2 separate regions of the Macaca mulatta genome follow, and region 2 is linked to region 1. A link is a contact called in public Hi-C data. All regions are on one chromosome and are shown on one strand. Each heading gives the region's core, a stretch centred on a gene start, on an enhancer-like site or on the middle of the called end of the contact. The rest is flanking DNA. Distances are from core to core; before and after follow the strand shown.

Region 1 (7,239 bases), core at 1,369-3,868:
CGGAAGGAAGAAAGACAGGGATGGAGGGGAGCTTGGGAGTGAAGGGAAGGGAATAAAAAATATTTCTCTAATCCAAGCTTCTGTCCCCAGCTCCTGACCTAGTTACTCCACTGCCTATTAAACAGCTCCACCTAGATGTCCTGAAGGCACCTGAAGGTAACACAGCTAAGGTGAAAAGCCCCCAAATCTGCTTTCCCTCACAGCAGGGAATATCCACTACCTAACAAGCAAGAGAGAGCAAATTTGAGTGACACCTTCCTTCAACTGCAGAATTACGCACAAAATCCTAACTCTTCAAACTCTTTGGACACTGCATCACCTCCCTATGCTATGTGCTGACTCTGTAGACATCCTCACACCTCTCATCTATAAGGCAAAGACCTGCTTCAACTCCTGTCTCCAGCGTCCCAATTTATTCTCCACGCTAAAACCAAAACAATCCTTCCAAAAAAAGAAAAAAAAACATAACCAAAAGTAAAATAAACTGAAAAAGTTCAACACGTATGATGGGATAATAGCCTTACCATATACAGAGATTGTATAGCACAAGAAGCAAAACAAAGAATAAAAACACATAGCTTATTTTAAAATTATAAAATACAGCTAAAAACCACATGAAAAAGTGGTTAATCTTGCTACAAAAAAAACAAAAGACTATCATCAAGAGACATTAGTTTTTCATGTATCAAAATGAGAAATAATTTTTAAAATGATTACAGAGTTAGGACAACACAATGAGTACCATCCTAAACTGCTAATGGTAATGAAACCTAGAGGACACTGGGTCTACAGCATTAGGAATCCATTCAAAGGCTATATACATAAGACTGACCTATAAGGATGCTCAATGAAGTATGATATGGAACATCAAAAATGCAAACAGAAACCCTTAAATGTCCGACAACGAAGGAATAGTTAAAAAAAATGTAAGGCATATCCATATTACGGAATACTAAGTACTCAAGAAAATATAAAAATATTAAAATACTTCTTTGTGAAATTTAAATAAAACAGGAGAATATAAAATATCAAGATATTTTTCGATCTTGATTTATTTGATAACTGAAGAGTAAGGAAGAAACAAGTTACAAAACAATGCAGAGCAGACAACCCAATTTAAAAATGGGCAAAAGATGTGAACACCTCTCGCAAATGAAATTAACTCAGATAGCAAATAAGCATATGAAAAGATGCTGAACACTGTATGTCATGAGATATTCCAAAGTTAAAACAAGATACCACTACGCATCTATCAGAATGGATAGCAATCCAAAGTAACGGACAGCCCCGCACGTTGGCAAGATGCAGAGCAACAAGGAGAGCCTTCACTGCTGGTGGGAGTCAAATGGCACAGTCACTCTGGAAGATGGCTTGGCACCTGCTTAGAAAACTAGTCTTACTACATGATCCGGTAATCACTCTTCCAGGTATTACCCAACTGATATAAAAATGTGTTTCCAAAAACAATCTGCACATACATGATTACAGCAGCTTTATTCATAATTGCCAAAAACTTGAAGCAACCAAGATGCCCTTCAATTGCTGAATGGATTAACTGAAATACATCCATGCAATGAGATATTATTCAGTGATTAAAAAGAAATGAGTTATCAAGCCACGAAGACATAAGTGAATCTTACACAGATACTTCCAAGTATTCAAGGCGTCTGAAAAGGCAATATATTGTATAATTCTAATTATATGACATTCCACAAAAGGCAACTATGGAAATGGTAATGATACCTGTGGTTGTCAGGGGTTCGAGGAAAAGAAGGGTTTAATAGGTAAAGCAGAGGCGAATTTTTTAAGGCAGGGAAGCTACTCTGTATGAACCTATAACAGTGGCGACATGCCATCATACACTTGTCAGAACCCATAGAACCTTATAGCACAAAGAAAAAAATCCATAGAACCTTATAGCACAAAGAATGCATGCAATGTATGCACATTTTTGAAAACTCATTAGGTAGAAGGATCCCAGGATGTAAAGCAGAGTATGACAAAGCAATCCAACTGTGTTACAAATGTATGAAACAATTTCACTGAAAAAGGCGGGGGCAAACTGCTAAGAAATGAGTAGTCAGTAAGAGTAAAGGCAGAAGGAAGAGAACACAAGCACTGGACTCCGTTTCTGCTCAACATCGCATCACCCCAGCACCTAGCAGGGCCCGACCTTTAAATGGCTCTTGACAGGGCTGCTACGTGAATTATCGAATGACAAGCGCGCGTGCCCCCGGCCTGCCACCCGCACACTGGCCTCCCGCATCAGGGCAGCCTCCGGGCGATCACCTCCGCGCTCCAGCGTTTTGCTTAAAGCTGAGATAAAATGGCCTGCAGAAGCTCGTGGCCCCCCTGAAGTCTGTCCACGACCAAAGACCAAACAATTCCGGAGGCCGGAGGGGTCCCCCAAACCCACCCCGAGAGCGACCCTGGGAGCCGCCGCCAGAGGCCGGGTGAGATGTGGAACTGCCCCCCTCCCCCACCTCGCCCGCCGCCGCCCGCTGCCCGCTCACCACGCGCTGGGCGCCCGCCGCCAGGACCCGGACGGACGCGGTCGTCGGGGCCAGTTTCAGGAGCCGGAAGGCCATGGCTACCCCGTCAGCTCAGGCTCAAGGACCCAAGGGGACGCGGTCGCGGCGGGGCCCTTTCCTGCGGCAGGCGCGCTGCCGTGACGTCACGGCTGGGGTGCCCGCGGCGCCTGTCGGGAACCTTCTAGCGGCGCGTCCGGGCGGTGCTGCGCCGAGGCCCTCGGGGGCTTCCGCGGAGATCGCCAGCGGGCTGCCGGGGGTCCTGCGGGTTGGGCTGAGGGCTGAGAGGCGGGGGTTGGAGGTGAGGGTGGGGGCAGCAGGCTCGCTGCCCGGCCCCTGCCTAGGTTCTGAGTTGCTGCAGTGTCGGGAGAGCTGAGGCAGCCCCGGGCGTGGAGCGACCTCTGCGTCTCAGGGTCCTGCGTCCCAGGGTCCTGTGCTCCCCGCGTCCCCGAATCCCGCAGGCGCGGTGTGGACGTCAAAGCGACCTCCTAGAGAACGTTCCTAGCTCTCAGAACGTTCTAGCTGGGGAGGGAAACGGGGAAAGCGGGGCGAGGAGCGGAGGGACGGGGTGGAACCTCTGCCGCGGGGCGCCAGTCCGGGACAGGGACCTGGCAAGGACGGCCTGGGTCGCCTCTGGGGCTGAAGGCTGAGTGGTCTCATCCAGGGGACCTGCTGTGAACACATTGAATAGAGGGGAAAACAAACGGAAAAGCACACGCTCCAAGTCCATCTCTTAAACCTGTGCTCCCGTCAGGACCTGGGCTCTGGGCTCCACGTAGGAACCTTGCGTGTGAGGTTTCCTTCCAAGTACGCCTCCTGTTTGGAAGGGTTTTTATGATCTTTTGTGTTCCTCGGGCTTTTTGTTCTTAACCCCTGAAATATTCTTTAACTTTGTTTTCAACTTTTCAGAAATGATCATGCGATTGTAAAACAGTGGGAATGCGGCTGTGTAAACTAAGGCCGGTTGTATGGATGTTTCCATAATTGAAGAATTGCTTTTTGTCAGAAATACGGATTCCCCGTCCCCAACGCAGGGGGGGGGCCTGGTTTTCAGATCCTGGAGGGACCTTGAAATCCATTTAACAATCTTCCAACCAATTCTGATGCAAATAGTCCACATGAGAGAAATACTGGTCTAGACTCTGTTTTCCGTGAGCAGGGACCACGTCCACATCCTTCGCTGTGCCCCCAGCCCCATGCAAAGCTCCTGACACATCACATATGCCACAAAGAAAGTTGTATGAACACACATACAACTGGAGGGTGTAACCAGACAGCCCTGAATCCTCCAGCCCCACTGAGTCACAGCTTATAATCTTCAAATAGAAGGACTCAAGGCCTCCCTTCACATCTCCATATCTCTAGAAAGCCCAGCATCTTTTTCGGTGTTTCTGAGAATTCTGGGAAATGAATGGGGGATGGCGGGGACGTTTTCAGATTTTTCTCATCAGCTTTACCCCAGGTGAAGACACGCCTTTATCTTATTTTCTAAGGTAAGATTCTAGTGTTTCACCTTTTACTGATGGTATAAGAAAAGGAGAGAGATCACCATAGGAAACAATATAAAATTAAATAATTACCGGACGTCGCCGTCCTAAAGCTTCTTTTGAACATTTGGTATTATTTATTACCTACCATTATATTTTGGAAATTGGCTCCCCGTGTCAGGCACTTCTGACACTGCCTTCTCCCTGGACATACTCATCGGGAGCTGGATTCCAGGGCCTCAGGACTGAAGGAGATAAAATCCATGGAGGCGGGGCTTCTGGTTGATGGTGCCTGGCTCACCTGGTGGTGGTGGAGGGCTCGTCAATCCAGAGGAACAAGGAGCCCCGCTGGGCAGCAAATCCTACACCCAGCAAAACGATTCTTTGGTGGGTGGGGGGGATGAGAGAAACGAAGGCATTCTCAGGTGATGAAAAATCTAAGAGACTTTGTTTCCAGTGAGCTCTTCCCCCCTTTAAAGTTTGGCTAAAGGAAGCTTTCAAACAGAAAGTAACACAAGAACGCTGGGGCCTTCAGAAGGAAGGAAGAACAACAGAATAGGTAAAATAGAAAAATATAGTAAACGATCCCTCACTGAGTTTTTAAAATTATATTTGGTGGTTAAAACAAAAATCATAACATCGTCGATGTAGTGCTTACTGCACATACAGGAAATACGACCATCACTATATAAAAAATGGGGAGGGTAAAAGCACCTACATGAAAGAATTCTGTGATACTCCCCTTGAAGCAGTAAAACATCCACACAAATAGGTTGTGAGAAGTTACATCTGTGTGCTGTGATACCTAGAGCAACCACTACAAAAACTATACCTAATGATATTTCCCAAGACATTATCAGTAAATCAAGATTGAATTCTAAAAAAATGTACTGTATTCATTGGAAGGTTAAAAAAAAAAAAAAGGCAAAGGAAACAAGACAAAACACAGCAGACATGAGCCCTAATCTGTTAATTATTTGATAACCTGAACAGTCCTGTACCCATTAAAGAAGCTGAATCTGTAATTTTAACACACAACCCACTTCCCACCCCCCGCCAGAGAAGATTCCCGGTTCCAGATAATCTCACTGGAGAATTTTAGCAAATGTTTAAACAACTTTATACAATCTTCTCCAGAAAGCAGAAGAGGCTTTGCAACTTGTTTTATGATACCAAAACCATACAAAGACAGGATGAAAATAACTTCAAACCCCAATAGACTACTATCGCTCATGAACATAGACACAAAAATCATTAACAAAATGTTAGCAAATTGAATCCAACACTATATGAAATGAATAATACACCACAACCCAAGGTGATTTATTCAAAAGATGCAAGGCTAATCTGGTATTTGAAAATCAACCGATGTAATACACCTTATCCGCAGGTGAAAGAAAAAATCTATGACCAGATTGCCTGATGCAGTTTTTTGCATCACTTGACGAAACTAAATACTCATTTATGGTAAAAGCAAAAACTGCTCTCAGCAAATAAAACTGCTCTCAGCAAATAAGGACAAAACTAAATATTTATGGTAAAAACAAAAACTATCAGCAAATAAAACTGCTGTCAGCAAATAAGGACAAAACTAAATACTCATTTATGGTAAAAACAAAAACTGCTCTCAGCAAACTGCTTCAGCTTGATAAGCACATGCACGAAAACTGCATCATTGTACGTAATCATGAAAGACTGAGTGCTCGTCTTCTAAGTAGGAAACAAGGCAAGGATTTCTGCTCTGCCCACTCTTATTCAACAGAGCACTGGAAGTTCTGGTAATAGGCCATGCAAGAAGGCAAAAAATAAAATTCATACAGATCAGAAAGGAAGAAATAAAACTCTGTTTTTAGTTGACATGACTGTTCACATAGAAAACCCAAAGGAATCTACAAACAATTCCTAGAACTAATGAGTGAGCGCAGCAAGTTTGCAGACTGAAACGTCAACATATGAAAATCAACTGCATCCTACATACTAACAACAAACAGACGGAAACTGAAATAAAAGATGGAATACCATTTACAGTTGCTTCAAAGAAAATATAATATTTAGGTCTAAATCCAGCAACACATACACAGAATCTGCATACTAAAAAGTACAAAACACTGATTAAAACAATGAAGAAGACCGCAGTGATTGGAGGGGCTTACGATGTTCATGGATTGAAAGACTCAACAGAGTCATGAAGTCAGTTCTTCCCAAATTGATTTTTAGGTTTAATGGAATTTCTAGCAAAATCTCAGCAAGGTTTTCTTGTAGACATAGACAGGCTTACTATAAAAGTTGTATAAAAATGTAAAGGCCGTACAATAGTCACAAGAATTTTGAAACAGAGTAATAAAGTAGGAGGAGTCATTCTTCCAGTGTCAAGATTTACTACATAATCATATCAATCAAGACTGTGTAGTGTGGACGGAGGGTGTGATATTGATAGATACAGTGATCAATTAAATAGAACAGAGGATCCAGAAATAAGCCATATTCTCAACTGACACAGTAGCGCACCACATAACGACATTTGGTGAATGATGAAGCGAACAGCATATAAGATGGTGGTCCCATAAGATTATGATACTACATTTTTACTTACCTTTTCTATATTTAGATACCTAAATTGTGGCCAAGCACCGTGGCTTATGCCTCCTGGGAGAGGCAGGACAGGGTTTCTCCCAGCGTAATGTATTATGTATACATAATACATAATACAGTATATGCATTATTCCAGTATATGTATTATCCAGTTTAAATGTATTATGCTTTATGTACTATGCAGTATAAATGTATTATGAATTATGAATATTGGACAGCCATGAGAATGCATGAGTTACTGTTACATGCAAAAACATCAAGGATTCGGGCAGGCAGCACAGTGAATGAAAGAAGCTGAACATAACAGGGTGCATACTTTATGCATAAACCCTTCAAAAACACCAATGCTAGCATCTGGTTTTGGAAGTCAGGATAGTGCTTCTCGTGGAGGAGGGATAATGACTGGGAGAGGGCATGAAGGCAGCTTCTAGTTCTTGATCTGGGAGCTGGTTCCATGAGCACGGTCCTTTTGTGAAAACATATGTAGACGAAGGCTAATTACTTGTGCACAGTTCTGTAGGTTTGTTAAATTTCACTTAAAAATTAATTCAAAGAGCACAAAGTGCCGTATACAATGTTGTTTCATCACTACAGATTTTTACCCTAGGACATTTAGTTGTCTTAGTATGAAG
Region 2 (7,239 bases), core at 3,238-5,737, 91 kb after region 1:
GAGGGTGCCTGCTGGCACCACGGCATCCAGCCTTCCTAGGGAGGGTGGCGTCCCTGAGGCATCTCTGGCCACTTAGAGGGTCCCAGCTCTCCCCAGCCACACTGATGCACCCCCACATCCTCACTGCCTCCCAACTGCTGTTTGTGGTTCTGCCACTCAGAGCACTTTTGCGCAGTCCCAGGCCCAGCTGACTCCACACCTTCCAACCTCTGCTCTGCTGCCCGCTCTGGAGAAACCTCCCTCTGCTGTGCTCCCGGAAATAATACCGTCCACGCTTTGCCAGGGCTCTCGTCACAGTCCAGCCCCTGCCTGCTGACTTGTCTGAACCCACAATTTTGTAAGACACGGCGAGGGAAGGGAGTCTCGTTCATGGCTAGAACCCCGGTGCCCAGGGGATAACTGCCCAGCAAAACCCATCTGTTTGATGAGTAAAAAGGACTCAGCAGAAGCCCCATCCACAGCCTACAGGTCTCTCAAAGTAAATGGCTCCTTGAACACATGGGGTTGTCACAACCTGACGGGACAGTGAGTGCTTTGTGAACTCAGTGGGTGGGCAGGCAGGGGACACAGAGCTCTCCCGTGTTCCCTCCCTGACCAGCCGTGGCTCAAAGGTAGACACACGCCCACAATGCTCAGGCTGCTGGGCACTCACCTGACGGGTCAGGCCTGGGTCCCTCTCAGAGATGCTTTCCTGTCAGGATTCAGGGACTGACTCTGGAAGCCATGTGAACTCAAACACTAGAACACAGCAGTCGCCTCTCACCAATGGGCTGGCAGAGGATAAATGGGACTTTGAAGGAGATCATCAAAATGCAAGTGCATGGTGCCAGTATTAGCCACTGCCCAATCCTGCCCACGTGAAGAAGCTTCAAAGTCGCCCTGGTGAGCTGGTGTTTTCGCAGAGCAGCTCTGGAGAGCACTCCGCAGTTTTGCACAATTTGTTCCCTCTGAAGGCAACACCCTTCTCCCATCTCACTCTGGCATAAAGAATTGAAAGAAATGCTATTCAGTCCTCCAGACTCGTCTCAAATGTCACCTGCCCCAGTTCTGACTCCAGTTGGTAGCAGCAAGAATGCTGCCTCAGGGGCATGGCCAGGCACCCTGGGAAACCCTGCACCCCAACTCAGCAGCTTGGCTGCTCCCCTCAGGCAATGGCTGGCTGACAGTCAGCCTGATAAAGCAGCAGGGACTCAGGATGGCAGGGGGTCTCCGGTAAGTTAGAAACCGATGTGGTAAGGTCACATCCTAGCTGTTAACTGGTAACAAGAGCTTTCTGTAGAGGCCAGCACCATGGGTTAAAACAGGATGGAAAATGCCACCTCACTCTCTGGGGTGAGAAACCTATCTTGTTTATTATTTGAACGCTTAGTAAATGTTAATATGAACTAGAGGAACAAGGCCTGAAGAAATCAGAAGAGAATGAGAGAAATATCCCCTCTAGCAGGTCAGAAGATCTTACAGAAAGTTTGCTTTTCATTGTTTATTTGGTTTACCAATGTTTTATTTGGTTTATCCATGTTTTTGGTAACTAGCACTGAAGCCCTTAAATCAAGAGGGAAACGCATCCTGCGTCCTGATTTCAGAGCTGGGCAAGAGCTGGAGTGTGGCTGTCCCTCTGCAAAGGCAGCTGAGGGTACGAGAACCCAGGCAGGCAAACACAGGTGGGCTGGGAGAGGAAAGGAAACCGGCTGCCCGGAGAGGAGAGAGACAGGGAGCCAGACAGGGTTCCTATGGCCGTGTCTGGGGCAAGGGGCCAGACCCAGCTACAGTCTGAGGTGTCTGCAGGCACGTGTAACACACATGCCAGAGCTCAAACTCAACTACTGGGCTGCAAGCTGGGAACAATTTTATGCTACTTTTCTCCTGAAAAAGAAGGCTGCCTGCCAGGGGCCGCAGCCCACGTCATGGCTCCATAGAGGCTGCACTGCATTCCGAGAGGAGCGCAGGGGCTCTACCCCCTTATGACCCAAATTATTCATGTCACCAAGTTGCTTCACTGCCTTAACCTACAGAAGAAATATTCAGATTAAATCTGGCATCCCATTCCAAGCATCCTTACCATTAAAAAAGTCTGCATGAACGGCCTTTTCATTGGCTGCCAAGTCCATCAAGAGCCCGGTGCTGCCTCCCGCCTGGGGAATGGAAAGGCAAAATTATGTCAGCTGCGTTTTCCAAAAGAACAGGTGATAAGTACATTGCAGTGTCCGCCACCCCCACAGAAAAGGAAGATGGGTGAGGGGAAACAGGCTCAAGCTGAGTCAACATTTTAGTTCCAGATAAAGGAATATGTATGGGCGGAGGGGGAGGGAGAAATTCAAAGGAATGATTTTTAAGGTCTCTCAAGGGCTTCTGTTCCTTGATTCCTCTCTGCTGTTAAAAATTAGAAACCTACCACTGCTCTAAGCACCACTACTTCTCTGTAACCTTCGAGGAGAGGTTTCCAATCCTCCCCGGACATTGCCACAGAGGCCACAAACACGCAAAACTGAGCCCATCAACTCCGCTCAGGATCCCTTCCCGCTCTCTTCTGGGAATGAAACCACTTCCCAGAGGAAACTGACCTGCTCTGCCTCTGAGGTTCTGGTGCCGGCTGCCATCATGGACCGTCCACTGCCACAACTCCATGGCAGTGGAAAAACCATGTCACAACCCAAGCTGGGCAATCTGAAGCCCTCAGGATTTTGGATCCTGTTTAGAGTCACCTGGTGACAGTGGGAGCAGATTCCTCTGACAGCAGCACCCTGGACAGCTGGCCACAGGTCCTGCTGCTGCCCTGGCCCCAGCATTCACAAGGCCACTTGCTCAACCTTGCCCTCATCCCCACGTAGCTGCATGCCCTTGTTCCCTTTCACAGACACTCTCAGAAAAGCCAGAATGCTCAGCCTCCTCCCCTGGCTTCTCAGCCTCCCTCCCTGTCCCCAACACCACAGTAAGCCTCCCACATTCTACCACTTAAACACTGGGCTGAGCTTGTCCCTACCTCCATCTGCCTCATTCACACCCTCTTCGACTGTCCTGTTCTCCCTGCTACCATTTTTCTACCCTCTCATCCCTAAATGCCGCCACCCTACAGAGCAAGTCAGAGCCTCTCACTCCCCACTGTAAAGCTCTCAAGTGGCTCCACATCGCCTAGGGCTGTGACTTTAAAACAGGACTGAGAGGCCTGGGTTTAGTGGAAGTGCTTCAGGAGTGGGGTGCACAGAGCCACCCTCTTACCGTGATTCCAGATGGTTTCATGATCTGGTCCCTGCCCACTGTCTCCCCTCTCTCTGGCACTGCACGCTCAACCATGTTAAACGACATGAGCCAGTGGGCATCCCCCCAACCCAGGACTCTGCTCCTGCCGGGCCTTCATCCCCGCCTACCTGGCAAAAACCATTGTGTCCCCCAGCATTGAGCCACAGAGTCGACTCCTCAGCTGCACCTTTGCTGAGCCCCCTCAAAGCCCTGAGGGCCCATCCGTTGGTGTGTCTTCGGCTTTCTATGACACCTGGTGTTTGCAATCAGCCTCTCTGCCATGTTATTACCTCCACAGGCACAAGGGCTGCCTCTGACCACCTCTGTACCCCCTAAGCTTTGAGAAAGAGGACATGAGGCCCTGACATGCAGGAGCTGGCCTACCACTCCGAGCTAGGCTGTGGTGCTTTCTTGCTGACCATAAACCATCTCAGAACATCAGCTCACATCAGACAAGGTCACTCTGTGAACACAACAGAGACCAAAAAAATCCCAAGACGACTGTATAATCCTGTATAATTAAAAAGAAGAACGAGGCCACTACACAAAGCACATAAATGCCAGACATCCCCCTTTTCCACTACGACAAGAATGACGGCTGCTCCAGTCTTCCCTCATTCTAGTTCAGTTTAAGAAGCCCAGTCGGAAAATTACCCTCGTTTCCAAGGCACAGCAAAGCCCACTTTCTTTCCCCAAATCCCCGAACACTAGCTCAAATCCCACACGAAGTGAGTCCCCACCCGCGCTACGGAGACCCACCGCGGGCCCCCACTGGGTGCTGCCGCCATCGAACAGCAGCAAACGCAACTCCTCTGACCACGAGTGTGTTCCCGGGGGCCGTGGGGGAACCCAGCAGGCACTCAACCCTCAGGCTGCGCCTCCTGGTCCCCCGGGCTAGGGCACACACTTCCCGCCGCCGTCGGTGGCCGCCTTTCACCAGAAGCTCGGAGAAGCCGGGATTTGCTCTCCGCGGGGCAGGGAGCCTGGGAGCCGCGCCCATTGCCCACCCGCCCGGCCTCCCCTCCCCGGGACCCGCGCACCAGGACGCCGCCCTTCCGCTCCCCCTTCCCCGCTCCCCACGCTCGGAGACTCCCGCCGGGCCCGTGTCACCTCGTCCAGGTCCACGTAAGGCCCGGCGCCCTCAGGGAACATCTCGTCCACCGCCGGCTTCATCTCGGGCCCGCGGCGCTCTAGGCCCACTTCCGGCCGCAGGGCCGCTTCCGGCGCGCGCCACATGGCAGCTCTAGACGCCGGAGGACCGCGCCTCTGTGGTGCCCGCCTGCCCGCCCGCGGTCAGCGGTCTCGCATCCGGGGTGCTCGGGGCCGCTCGTGCGTCCGCGGCCACCGGCGTCTGTCTTTGCGCTGGCGAGGGCGGGCGTCTGCAACGCCTCTGAGGGGCGGCCGGGCGGCCACGGAGAGAAAAGGCCGCCAGCAATGGGAGCAGTGCCTGCCGAGCACGCCTCCGACAAGGGGCCAGATCCAGAATAAAGAGGGAGCCTCAGACTCAGCCGCAGGGACGGCCGGGTTCACAGGAGCCCAGGGCCTGACCTTCAGACGTTTGTCTGGAGAAGACACACTCGCGGCCAGTGAGCAGATGAAAAGGTGCAAGCAAACCAGGGCCCCGCCGAGGGGCCGCTGCACCCCTGGGACGCCCAGAGTCAAAAAACAGCAAAACGGGTGGAAGGGTGGGGAGTGAGACGCGGCAGCCGGGGCGGGAGACAGGGAGGCAGGTCCCAGAAAATCAAACACGGACGCCCACGTGGCCCAGCACTCCCCTTCCGGGCACAAGCCCAGAGGACGGAAAGCAGAGGCTCCAAGGGGCGTCTGTACCCCACGCTCACAGCAGCATTATTTATAATAAATGAAAAAGAGGAGCGTCCCCCACTGTCCCTGCCCATTGATGGATACGTGCATAAGCAAATGTGGTCCGCGCACACTGTGGAACATTACTCAGCCTTTAAAAGGAAGGGAATGCAGACACCTGCTGCCACGCGCGTGAACGTTGAGGACGCTCTGCCGAGGGAAACAAGCCAGTCCTAAGACAAACACCGCGTGATTCCACTCAGCAGAGGCCCCTAGAGGAGTCAAAGTCACAGAGACAGAAAGTAGAAGGGAGGTTGTTAGGGTCCGGGGAAGGGGAAATGGGGAGTTTGTGTTTAGTGGGGACAGAGTTTCAGCCTTGAAAGATGAAAAAGGTCAGTAGACGGCTGATGGTGATGGCTGCACAGTCCCGTGAATGTGCTTAATGCCCTTAAATGTGGTTAAGATGGAAAGGAATGTGACAGAAAAGCGAGGGAAAGGAGAAGGAAAGGGGAAAGAGGAGGGAGAAGGTTGGAGGAAGGGAGGGAGAGAGGAAGAACAGGGAAGGGAAGGAGAGAAGCAAGAGGTCCTGCAACGAGACTTTGCCAAAGGTTCTTTGCCTAACCAGACTTCGGTGGCCTCCTAACCTCCTCCCAGGCCCATCTGTGCACGGCATTGTCAGGTTCAGTTTTCGCAGAGAGCCCTGCTAAGTTGGTTTAGCCAGAGCCCTCCACCCTGGATATTGGATCAGGTTCCTGGTCCCTAGCATCCCCAGGATGTCTGATCGCCCAGGCCTGTCTTCAGCGAGAGCCCTGTGGGGTCTGCGGAGCCAGCGTCCCCTTCCCGCACTGTGTTCCTCCTAGTCATTTTCCACCCCCAACCCCACCTGCTCCTCAGCCGCAAACAGCACTGCCTGTGCTGTTCGGAGCTGAGCCTGGTCTCCCTCCCCCACTGCAAGATCCCGTTGCAGTGGTCCCCACACCTGTCTCCAGGGTTCAGCACAACTTCTGAAAATTTCTAGTAAGTTTTCCTCAACAGGCCTTAAAGGAGGTGGGTTTGGGGGTTAGGCTGCAGAGAAGGGGGGGCGGCATGGAGGAGGATAGTTCCAGGGACAGGAATTGAGCTGAAATGTGAGGGGTGAGGGTGTGGCCTGAAAAGGGTCCGCCTGGCCTGAGTGGACAGTGTGGGATGCAGGGAGAAGCAGGCAGTGGGCATCCCGTGAGCCTCATGCCATGCCAAAGTGCGTCACTCTGAAAGACCCAAGTGAAAGTCAGTCCGATGGAACAGGGGCTTGGCAGTGACCAAGAGGAGTGGCCCATTAAGTCAAGGTCTTTCCTAGCTAAGGGTTGGAGCCGTGGGTCTCCACGGTCTGTTTGTATACCCTACAGGGATGGGGAGCTCACCACCTGTGCAGAGGCCATCCCATTGCTGGAGGCCCACCCCTGAGATGCCATCATGCTGCCTGCCCAGCCTTCCGGTGCCCCAGGGTGCCCAGGTGAAGCCCCCTTCCTCCCAGCATCCTCAAAACCTAGAGCCGTCCCTGGAAGACGGAGCCTGCCCAGGCCCCGCTGTCCCTGACTGATGACAGATACAGACGGGGTTTCTCACTTCCATGTCCTGCTGCCTCCTGGGTCCTCCTCCCAGGGGAGTGTCGTGGTGTGGAGTCAGCCGAGCCCTGACTGTGGGTTTGCCTGTTGCCCAGCTTAGTGGCCCAGAGCGAGGGTGCCTGGACTGGAGTCTAGCTCCCCCTTAACCAGCTGTGTGACCTTAACAAATCAGGCAGTGGCCTCTTGTCTCTGCCTCAGTTTCCTCACCTGTAATCTGGGGGAACTGCAGCACCCCCGGGATCATTGTGGGAAATGGATGAGAGGGAGACACAGAAAGCCAGTCCTGAGTCCGCCCAGGATATAAGGTCCCTTGTTGATGCCAGTGTGGATGGAAATGGTGCACATTTATGAAAGAGTGTATGAAAGTGCTCCCCAGGAATCAAAATAAAACCCGCTTCATTTGTGAAATAAAGTAAATGGGGCCTGAGCGCAGTCGTCCTTGAAAGACCACCCACAACGCTGGTTGTACATCTTCAGTCCGGAGTTTATTGAGCATGAGACCAGGCCTGACTCCCGGCAGGGGCCAAGTTTTTGCCGGGACTCCATGCCTGCAGAGGCCTGACCTGGTGCAGCCTGGCGGGGCGGGCGGGCACCA

Evidence for each region. A called contact is a pair of places that touch in the nucleus more often than the background predicts.
Region 2: a Hi-C map of CD4 T cells shows a contact between it and region 1, with 4 times the contacts expected there. The contact joins the promoter of COPS9 here to the promoter of NDUFA10 in region 1. A contact is called at or near these places in 2 of 14 Hi-C or Micro-C datasets (CD4 T cells and fetal cortex germinal zone).

What each region holds. Positions count from the first base shown.
Region 1 is chr12:145,272,334-145,279,572 of T2T-MMU8v2.0, forward strand. NDUFA10 (NADH:ubiquinone oxidoreductase subunit A10) reads right to left here and starts at 2,619. Exons shown (of 10, transcript XM_015111498.3): 1 at 2,514-2,619. The coding sequence starts at 2,588. It overlaps OR6B2 (olfactory receptor family 6 subfamily B member 2), which reads right to left. Exons shown (of 1, transcript XM_028831307.2): 1 at 7,229-7,239. The coding sequence ends at 7,229.
Region 2 is chr12:145,361,404-145,368,642 of T2T-MMU8v2.0, forward strand. COPS9 (COP9 signalosome subunit 9) reads right to left here and starts at 4,488. Exons shown (of 3, transcript XM_001088471.5): 1 at 4,348-4,488; 2 at 2,060-2,132. The coding sequence starts at 4,473. It overlaps OTOS (otospiralin), which reads right to left. Exons shown (of 4, transcript NM_001260881.1): 4 at 7,147-7,239.